Linked DNA regions of Mus musculus: region 1 is linked to region 2. A link is a contact called in public HiChIP or PLAC-seq data. All regions are on one chromosome and are shown on one strand. Each heading gives the region's core, a stretch centred on a gene start, on an enhancer-like site or on the middle of the called end of the contact. The rest is flanking DNA. Distances are from core to core; before and after follow the strand shown.

Evidence for each region. HiChIP or PLAC-seq counts read pairs in DNA pulled down with a chosen protein or histone mark.
Region 1: an H3K27ac HiChIP or PLAC-seq map of regulatory T cells shows a contact between it and region 2, with 9 times the contacts expected there. The contact joins two enhancer-like sites. A contact is called at or near these places in 1 of 484 Hi-C or Micro-C datasets (bone marrow-derived macrophages), 7 of 115 datasets of contacts at active chromatin or transcription factors (double positive thymocytes, embryonic basal ganglia, embryonic stem cells and 4 more) and 1 of 9 other capture datasets (embryonic stem cells).

What each region holds. Positions count from the first base shown.
Region 1 is chr3:52,830,024-52,834,227 of GRCm38.p6, reverse strand. No RefSeq gene overlaps it. Among named protein-coding and RNA genes, the nearest start is that of Gm30292, 34 kb to the right of the region's middle. Within about 2 kb of position 1,552, at least 22 of the 459 cell types and tissues checked have an H3K27ac peak or open chromatin away from gene starts, as enhancers often do. A contact at or near this core is called in regulatory T cells, where this site is marked.
Region 2 is chr3:52,297,297-52,301,044 of GRCm38.p6, reverse strand. All of the region lies in intron 1 of Foxo1 (forkhead box O1), which reads right to left. Among named protein-coding and RNA genes, the nearest start is that of Foxo1, 31 kb to the right of the region's middle. Within about 2 kb of position 1,459, at least 52 of the 459 cell types and tissues checked have an H3K27ac peak or open chromatin away from gene starts, as enhancers often do. A contact at or near this core is called in regulatory T cells, where this site is marked.

The DNA of each region.
Region 1 (4,204 bases), core at 303-2,802, 530 kb before region 2:
TTTATCACAGCAATAGAAACCCTAACTACAATGGAAGACACGATGTCATTTCTGAGATTTGGTCTCAAAGAGACTGTGGTGGTTTGGATGGAAATGACCCCCATAGGCCCATGGACATCATTAGGAGGCATGACCTTGTTGAAGGAAGTGTATCACTGCGGGGGAGGGGGACGACATGGTTCAGAAGCTCAAGCCAGGCCCAGGCTCTTCCTCTTTCTGCTGCCTAAGGATCCAGATGTGGAACTCTCAACACTTTCTCCAACACCACGTCTGTCCATGTGCTGCCGTGCTTCTCATCATGACAATAATGGACAAAACCTTTGAACAGTAAGCCATCACAGTTAAATGTTTTCCTTTAGAGGAGTTGCCGTGGTGATGATCTCTTCACAGCAATAGAACTCTAAGACAGACACTGTGACTTCCATCTTGCTGACCCTCGTGCTCGCTGGCTCTACTCATCTGTTTCATTGCATGACGCACACTGCCACGTTGTCATCTGCTCCATGGAGAGATGTGCATGGCAAGGACTGAGAGATGCCTCCAGTCAAGAAGCCCCAGAGGAACTGAATTTTGCCAGTAGCCCAGGACAGTACACTTAGGGGCATATCCTTCCCCAGGGACGGAAGGAATACATGAGTATAGCCGTGGTTCGTGCCTCGATTTCAGCCAACGGTAGGCCAAAACCTCTGAACATCAGACATACCTCAGACAACAATTATGTTGTCTTTAACCACCGATAGATATTTGGAATAATTTGTTCATGTAGTCATGAATAACTAAAACACCAAGTAAGTGGCTGCAAATGGTTCTTAAACACTCTCCCCTGGAAGCTTTTGGATTTAACAAAAGAGGCAGACAAGGGACACATTAGTGCAATTTCCCATAAACTCAGTCGGCTCTGCAATAGAAACCGGTGAGTTTAAAAGTCTTCTGCGTGGTCGCCTGTGTGATAAAACACATCTGAGTGTGCTTTTGGAGTTGGTTATAGTGAAAACAAATAAACTTTGAAAAAGTAGGGGTTTTTTTTGGTTGTTGTTAAATAAATAGAAGATGACACATCATGGTGAAGCCTAGTTTTGAAAATTGGACTGACTTGGGGAACTTGGGTCTCTTGTAAAACTGGAATCGTAATTGCTTGCCTCCTGAACACTAAATGTGTCCACAGGCCTGGCCAGTAGACAGTCTTTGCCTTTCTTCATTGCAGGTCGTAAACTTGAGGGCCAGAAAGGCAGGGTGACCTACTGTCCAAAGGGGAAGGCTTGGGATTTATTACTAATTCGATTCCCCAAATTTCCACACTACCTTGTGGCAGATTTTGACTTATAAATTCTGTTCTGTTTTTTTCCACATCATGTAATCGGCCCCAAACCTCAAACTTTGTATGTCTACCTACCAGAAGACCTCTCCATGGGACTTTTGTTAAAACTACCAACCCCGATATACTTCAAAGTACAAAAAGAACAAAGGCTTACAAAGATAGACAGGAAAAGCAAGTGTGCACTTCATTTGGATAAATCCACATCTAAAATGCCACCCTGCTAAACCCAGCCTTCTCCGCGCCCTCTGCCTTTGATTTTGACACTGATAGAGAAGCTTTCCAAAAGCACTCATAGCTCTGTCAGCTAGAGCCGCTAATTTACAGGAACAATCTATTACAAACGGTGCTTGGGTGTGCTGATTGTGACAGCACTTGGCTGCTGCACACCTCTACCCCAAACACTCCATCTTACCTTGTTCCTCCTGTTTGCATTGTTAAAGATGGTTGCAAGTAAGTGAAGTGTGTGTGTGTGTGTGTGTGTGTGTGTGTGAGAGAGAGAGAGAGAGAGAGAGAGAGAGAGAGAGAGAGAGAGAGAGAGAGAGAGAGGCATCTTGGAAGGATGGAGGGTGTAGAAAAAGATGAACCAGCACAACTGTGCCTGGAAGAAAACATGGAAACTGAGACGGTTTATAAGAAGTCAGATCTTTCTTTGCTCTTGCTCTGATCTGAATGTCTCAGTTCACAGAATAAGGAAGCAGGGTGAAGGGTTGGGGATTCACCTGTTTTCAATGCTGCTCTGGAGCTTAAAGTAGCTCAGGATGTTGCTTCATAGCACCTGCCCTTTGGCCCTCCACCCTGTGAAGACTGGGAGCAGAGAACCCTAGGGATGCTGGCCCAACCTCTGCTCCATTTGACACTTTCAGGATCATAATTTCTATCTCAGGAAGGACTCTATCCATCCTAGAAGGAAGGAATAGTGTCCAGGCAGGCTAAGGCAGGTCTGAATGCACAGGCCTTGCAGGGTTTCTTCCAGTCTTTTTCTATTAAATCATACTTGTCAATCATTCCCACATAGCTGTCCAAGGTTCTTCAAGATTAAGCACAAAATACATAGTTATCCCCAGTCTTCAAGTCTTCAATATAAAAGTTCCCTTTTAATGAAAATAAAAAAAGATTATTTTTAAGTAGGAGTGTTGTATTTTTCTTTTGTCTTGCCAGTTCCTTTAAGTAGACTTAAATAGCCATTTTTTCAAAGGAAAAATTTGGATTTCCCTAGAAAATAAATGACAAAAAGAAAAATCCAAAAAAGTATATATATACTTTACTGATGGGCTATGCCTCTGCTAGTTCCAATCAGCAAGCAATGGTCAACACTCAGCTAAGCTTCATTGGTTGCTGTCACTACTACAGAAAGCCTAGGTATACTCCTCAAGTCACCTGTCTACCCATCTCTCTTTCTCTCAAGTTCTCTGCGCACCATGTGCTCTTGCCACTCACCTGGCCACCAGCTGAGAGTCCAGACACTAACTTTACCATCACATGTTCTTACCTGTCCACCCAGGTGTTCTTACCACTCACCTGTCCATCCAGGTGTTCTTACCACTCACCTGTCCACCAGGTGTTCTTACCACTCACCTGTCCACCCAGGTGTTCTTGCCACTCACCTGTCCACACAGGTGTTCTTACCACCCACCTGTCCACCCAGGTGTTCTTACCACTCACCTGTCCACCCAGGTGTTCTTACCACTCACCTGTCCACCACAGTGCTCTTGCCACTCATTGAGGTCAAGGTTCAACCTTCTTCCCTCAGTCTGCAACATGATTAACCCAGTTCTCCAAAATCCCTCTAGAGTTGGAAGGTGAAACGTATTAACTGAAGTAAACAAATGACTGAATGAAACCAATCCTCATTTGCTCCTTGTCAATGCTACTGAGGAATTCCTGAGAGGAATTCGTCCTAAGCATTTTTAGAAGGGAGCTATCTCTGATCCGTTATCCTCACACATGTTTTAATTTTCCTCGTAGGATTTATAACAATGTAGATTTCTTCTACTCTTCTGTTGATTTAGGAGTTCACTTGTTTATTGTTCCTTCTTCATCAGAATTTAGGTTCTGTACCGCCGAGGATCATTTCTGTCTTCTTGGGTATTAAACTCTTAGTGCCAAGGTTGGCACAATGCCAACCACACAGTTGATTCTCAGCAAATGTTTGGTGAATCCATTGAATAAACTCAGACTCTATCATGCTTATCCTTTATGTCATATGCTTCAAAGACTCTTCATATCCTATAGAAGAAAGACCAACTTCATGGCATAATCACATGATGTCAGCTTGCCGTGACTTCTATTCTCTGGTCTTAGAAACTAATTTGCATTTTAAATAGAGCCTATTCTTTTTAGCCTCCATGTGGACACTAAGTGTTTTCTCATAATGTTGGCCTCTGCAGTTCCTACACACAATCCTTTTGGGTATTTCCAATTTGTTTTTCAAAGCTCTGTCCGGGAGCCAATGAGATGGCTCAGTGAGTAAAAGAGCTTGCCATGCAAGTGAGAAGATATGAGTTCAAATCTCCAAAATATCTGTACAGCCGGGTACAGTAGTGTGTTATGACAGCACTTCTGATAGTGAGATGGGAGGCAGGGACAGGAAACCACCTAGAAGCCTGTGGGCTGGATGACATGATACTTGCAATAAAACGACAACAAAGAAACTCCACAAACAAGGTAGAAAGCTAGGCTCAACACCTGAGTTATCCTTTGGCAGTCACATGACAAATGTGCACCTGTACTTACACAAAGGACTACAACCCCCACCACCACTATCAGCCACCAGCCAATCAATCAAGCAAGCAAGCAAGCAAGCCACCTCTCAGTTCAGACACCTCTTTTAGAATACCAGTTGGGATACTTTCTCTTGGTAGTGCACACATTCTCCAACAGCAACCC
Region 2 (3,748 bases), core at 210-2,709:
TAAGGAGAAATCAGAGAAATCTAAAGAAGGAAACTGCAAAGCACTCTGGCCTGTCAGCACTCTCGTCTTCGGGTAAAAATATGGATGACACGGATGTGTGTGGTTTGTAAGGGGCCTCCTCCTGAGGATGGCTCTGCAAACAGTCTCTCTAAATCAATTTTTATTCTGTTTGACATGGAAAGGAAAGGAAAGAAAGGAAGAATGAAGAGTTACCACACAGACTTTAATCACACCTAGGTCTCAAACATCAGAGTTGCAGTTCCCACAGCAAGATGGACTCAGCTTCCATATACAGCGTCAGTGTGACCAGCCACATCCTCTCAGACGCTCTCATTAAGGGCATGCTATGTGCATGGGTAGCAGAGCCAGGTCACAGACGCTGAATCTGACTTTCTAGACTCTCATTAATTGAGACTAGCATGGCTGTGAGCCATTAGGGCCGTGTTTAAGACAGGCGCTCCATGAGGGAACAAGTCAGGTCACCAGAGTGACTGGCTACCTTCTCAGTGGCATCGTCTTCCACCAGAACCCAGGGCAGCTTCCCCAAGATTTAAACCTGGACCCCGGAGGTGGGTGACATTTTTCTAGGAGCCCATGAAATGCTTTCAGTGACAGAAGAGAAAGTAAAGTGACCTCTCTAAAGGGAAAAGCCACCGCACTGCAGCCTTTTCATTGGCAGGCACCCTTCCTCTACCTTGTAGTGTTAAGTTCCCAAAAGTATTTTCTAGCAATTTCAGTTCCTGATGTCAGTGGCTTCTCTTTCAGAAGGAAGAACAAAATTCAACACAGCAAGAAGCCCTATGGCCAACTTGTTCTATACAAGCCCACCCGGCCGAGATACTCAGAAGCCAAATTACCTCTTATATGATTGGTTCTCACTTTCTTCACCTCTTCAAAGAGCTTGAATTTGAAGGTTAACCTGTCTGCCCGTCGGGGTATGTGCTGACCATGAGTCCTGTCTACTTGGGAAAGGCATGGACAATGCAGACAACTGGACCTCACAGCGTTTCTGAATGAGGTCCTGCAGGACAGTCAATCCTCACAGCAGCTTTACTGCACAGAGAGAGTGACCTACACAACTCAAGGTCACCGGGACTGTAAAAGCTGTGAATTTTTACAGGAGCGCCATTTCACTTTATAAACAGACCCGGTAGAAAGAGGACATCAGATCTCCCTGTGATGTCATTTGGTTGTGACAGTGGCTACAAACTCCTGAGCAGGTAGTCAGGGTGCCTGGCCCCCAGCCTGCAAAGAGCAAGGCAGCACAATAGCAGCTCTCACTCACATCTGCTGGCCAGCCTTCCTTCCACCAACCTCGGCAGGCCACCACTGTCAACAACAAACTGAGGAGAGTCCAGTGAGCTAGCTACCAGAGACCTCCAACCCTCCCCATCCCTGCTGCCTTCCTACTGTGCAGGAAATGAGAGCCAGTAACTTTACCTAGTTCAGCTTCCTTTCTGAAACCCCTCCCCCTCTCAGCTGGAGAGCCACAGATAAGTAGCTGGGAGACCTACTTGGCAGTGTGAAGAAGTGTCTTCAATATGCTAGAAAACACTCTCTATATGTGGTAACTAAATAAGACAATGTTCTCCTGACCCTTTCCAGTTAACCCAGTGAGGCAGAGGCTCAACAGAGTATAGAACTGAGTTTCTGCGACAGTACCTGGCCAGTACCCACTACATCCTAAGTAAAGGAATATATAGAGCAGAGAAGATGCGTGTTCTTGGGAAGATTCTGCTGTGGCAAGGTCCCACCTCCTATGAAAAATAAAAATAACACTCCCCCCTCCCCCAAATGGATGGAACACGGAGCACAAACGTTGGGAAGACTGCACGAATGGTGAGGTGTATGCCGATGGGCTACGGGAAAGGCAGACACCATGTTCCAGACAGACAGAAGACCCGGGAAAGCCCCAAGTCGTGGGGAAGCCTGGCCTGACAAGTAAGCACAGAATATGCGGGGGGTTGGGGGGGAAACCTCTGCAGTCAGGCCCCAGAGAAAGGATGGAGCAAGGTCCCTTTGGTCCAGTGAGGGGATGGCATAGTGAGTACTGCTGGCAAGTAAGGTGGCATGGAGCAGGGGTAGCCATGGACAGGATGAGAGTCCAAAGGGATGTGTATGCATAGTCAGGTGCTACCCAGCACAGCTGCAGTGAACACCGGAGCACACGCATGGCACTGACTCACTGTGACAGCCTTATGACATCACAGCAGTGCCAGCTGCTTCTCCAATGACAAAATCAACATCCGTTTCTCATAACCTATCCTACTGTTGGGCAACGTATAGCCAAGATAAGATCATAGAATTTTCTGACAATTACCATATGCCTAGTCTTCCTTTGGAAAGATTAGTAAGTGCTTTTAGGTATCTGAAATATTTGCTCTAACTCCACAAAACAAGTACGTTTAGTTCATCCAATACTGCACACTCAGTAAAAACAAAACAAAACAAACACACGGAAAGGGACAGAAGCACCGCTGCTTACAGGAATCACAAAGAAAAAGACAAGACGTGTCATGACAAATGGGCTTGAGGTATAACTCAATGACAGACTGCTGCCAACCACATACAAGACCAAGGTTTAACTCCTAGCACCAAAAGATGAACAAAACTAAGCAGTTAAGGAAACCGTGAGGACCACAGAGGGTGTCTATACTGAGTTCTATGGAGGAAAGATGCAAAGTCTAATGAAAGACAGGAAAAGAAACTCAAGAAGTATAGATAGAGAACAAAATGCACGGAGGTTGCGGGATCAGGACACTCAGGGAGAAACAGAAACGGTGGTGTCCATTCAAGGGCCACACTGGGCAGCTGAACCTACTGCAGATGGAGATAAACAAGGCTGGAACGCAGGAAGAGGAAGACGCATCTCAGAGCTGTAAGGCAGCGTGGCAGGAAGAAAGCACAGCAGAAGTAAGACTTGGAAGTAGATCCAAGTAACAAAAACAACAAACACTACAAGGTGGTCTACACTAGGAGCCCGAAAGAGGAGGACAGATAAAGATGGGGCAGATAAGTAGTCTGTGCCGTGTGTAGTCTTAGGCCAGTGGGATTAGTGGGCAGTGGGCAGTTCTCATAGCAAATAGGCACGTCCATACTTGATTTTATTTTGGCACAAATTTGCTCACTTTACTACATCTCTCTTAACATTCAAGCACATATGTCTATCCCCATACCATCCTGCTTTACAAGTAACTGAGCAGGTATTTTTAGATGCTTTTCAAATCAAACATACTCTGGCACGTAGGGAAATAATCCATCCCTAGTGACTCAGAGGGGTAAACAGTTACTAAGGCTGTTTCAGAGCTCAAGCTTGTGCAATGAAGGAGGTTACTTGTCTGCAGTTGCTAGAAAACGAATCTACAGCCACATCAGGATGCACGGCCACAAGGCTGGAGGTGCCGAGATCCCGCCTCTCCTAACTTCTGTTTGTGAAAGGGAACAAGTTGTTGGAGAGTGCGAGATCTGGAGAGAGATCACACACACACACACACACGAACACACACGGGCAGGGGGGTGTGTGTCAAGTGACAGCACTGCACACTAAGAATGAAGTGGAAGGGTACCACCCCTGGGTACCTGTTAAAACCACTTGTGAAAAGAAGCCATTCTGCGGGCTCAGTGTTCAGACCAGGCGGCCACCAGAAGGGCTGTAAGTATGGCGTCTTGTGCTGATGGCACACAGCTTGAGGGACTGAAAGGTGTGGGCATCCACGTTCCTCGTGTTTTACCTTTCTTCTCAGTTGAT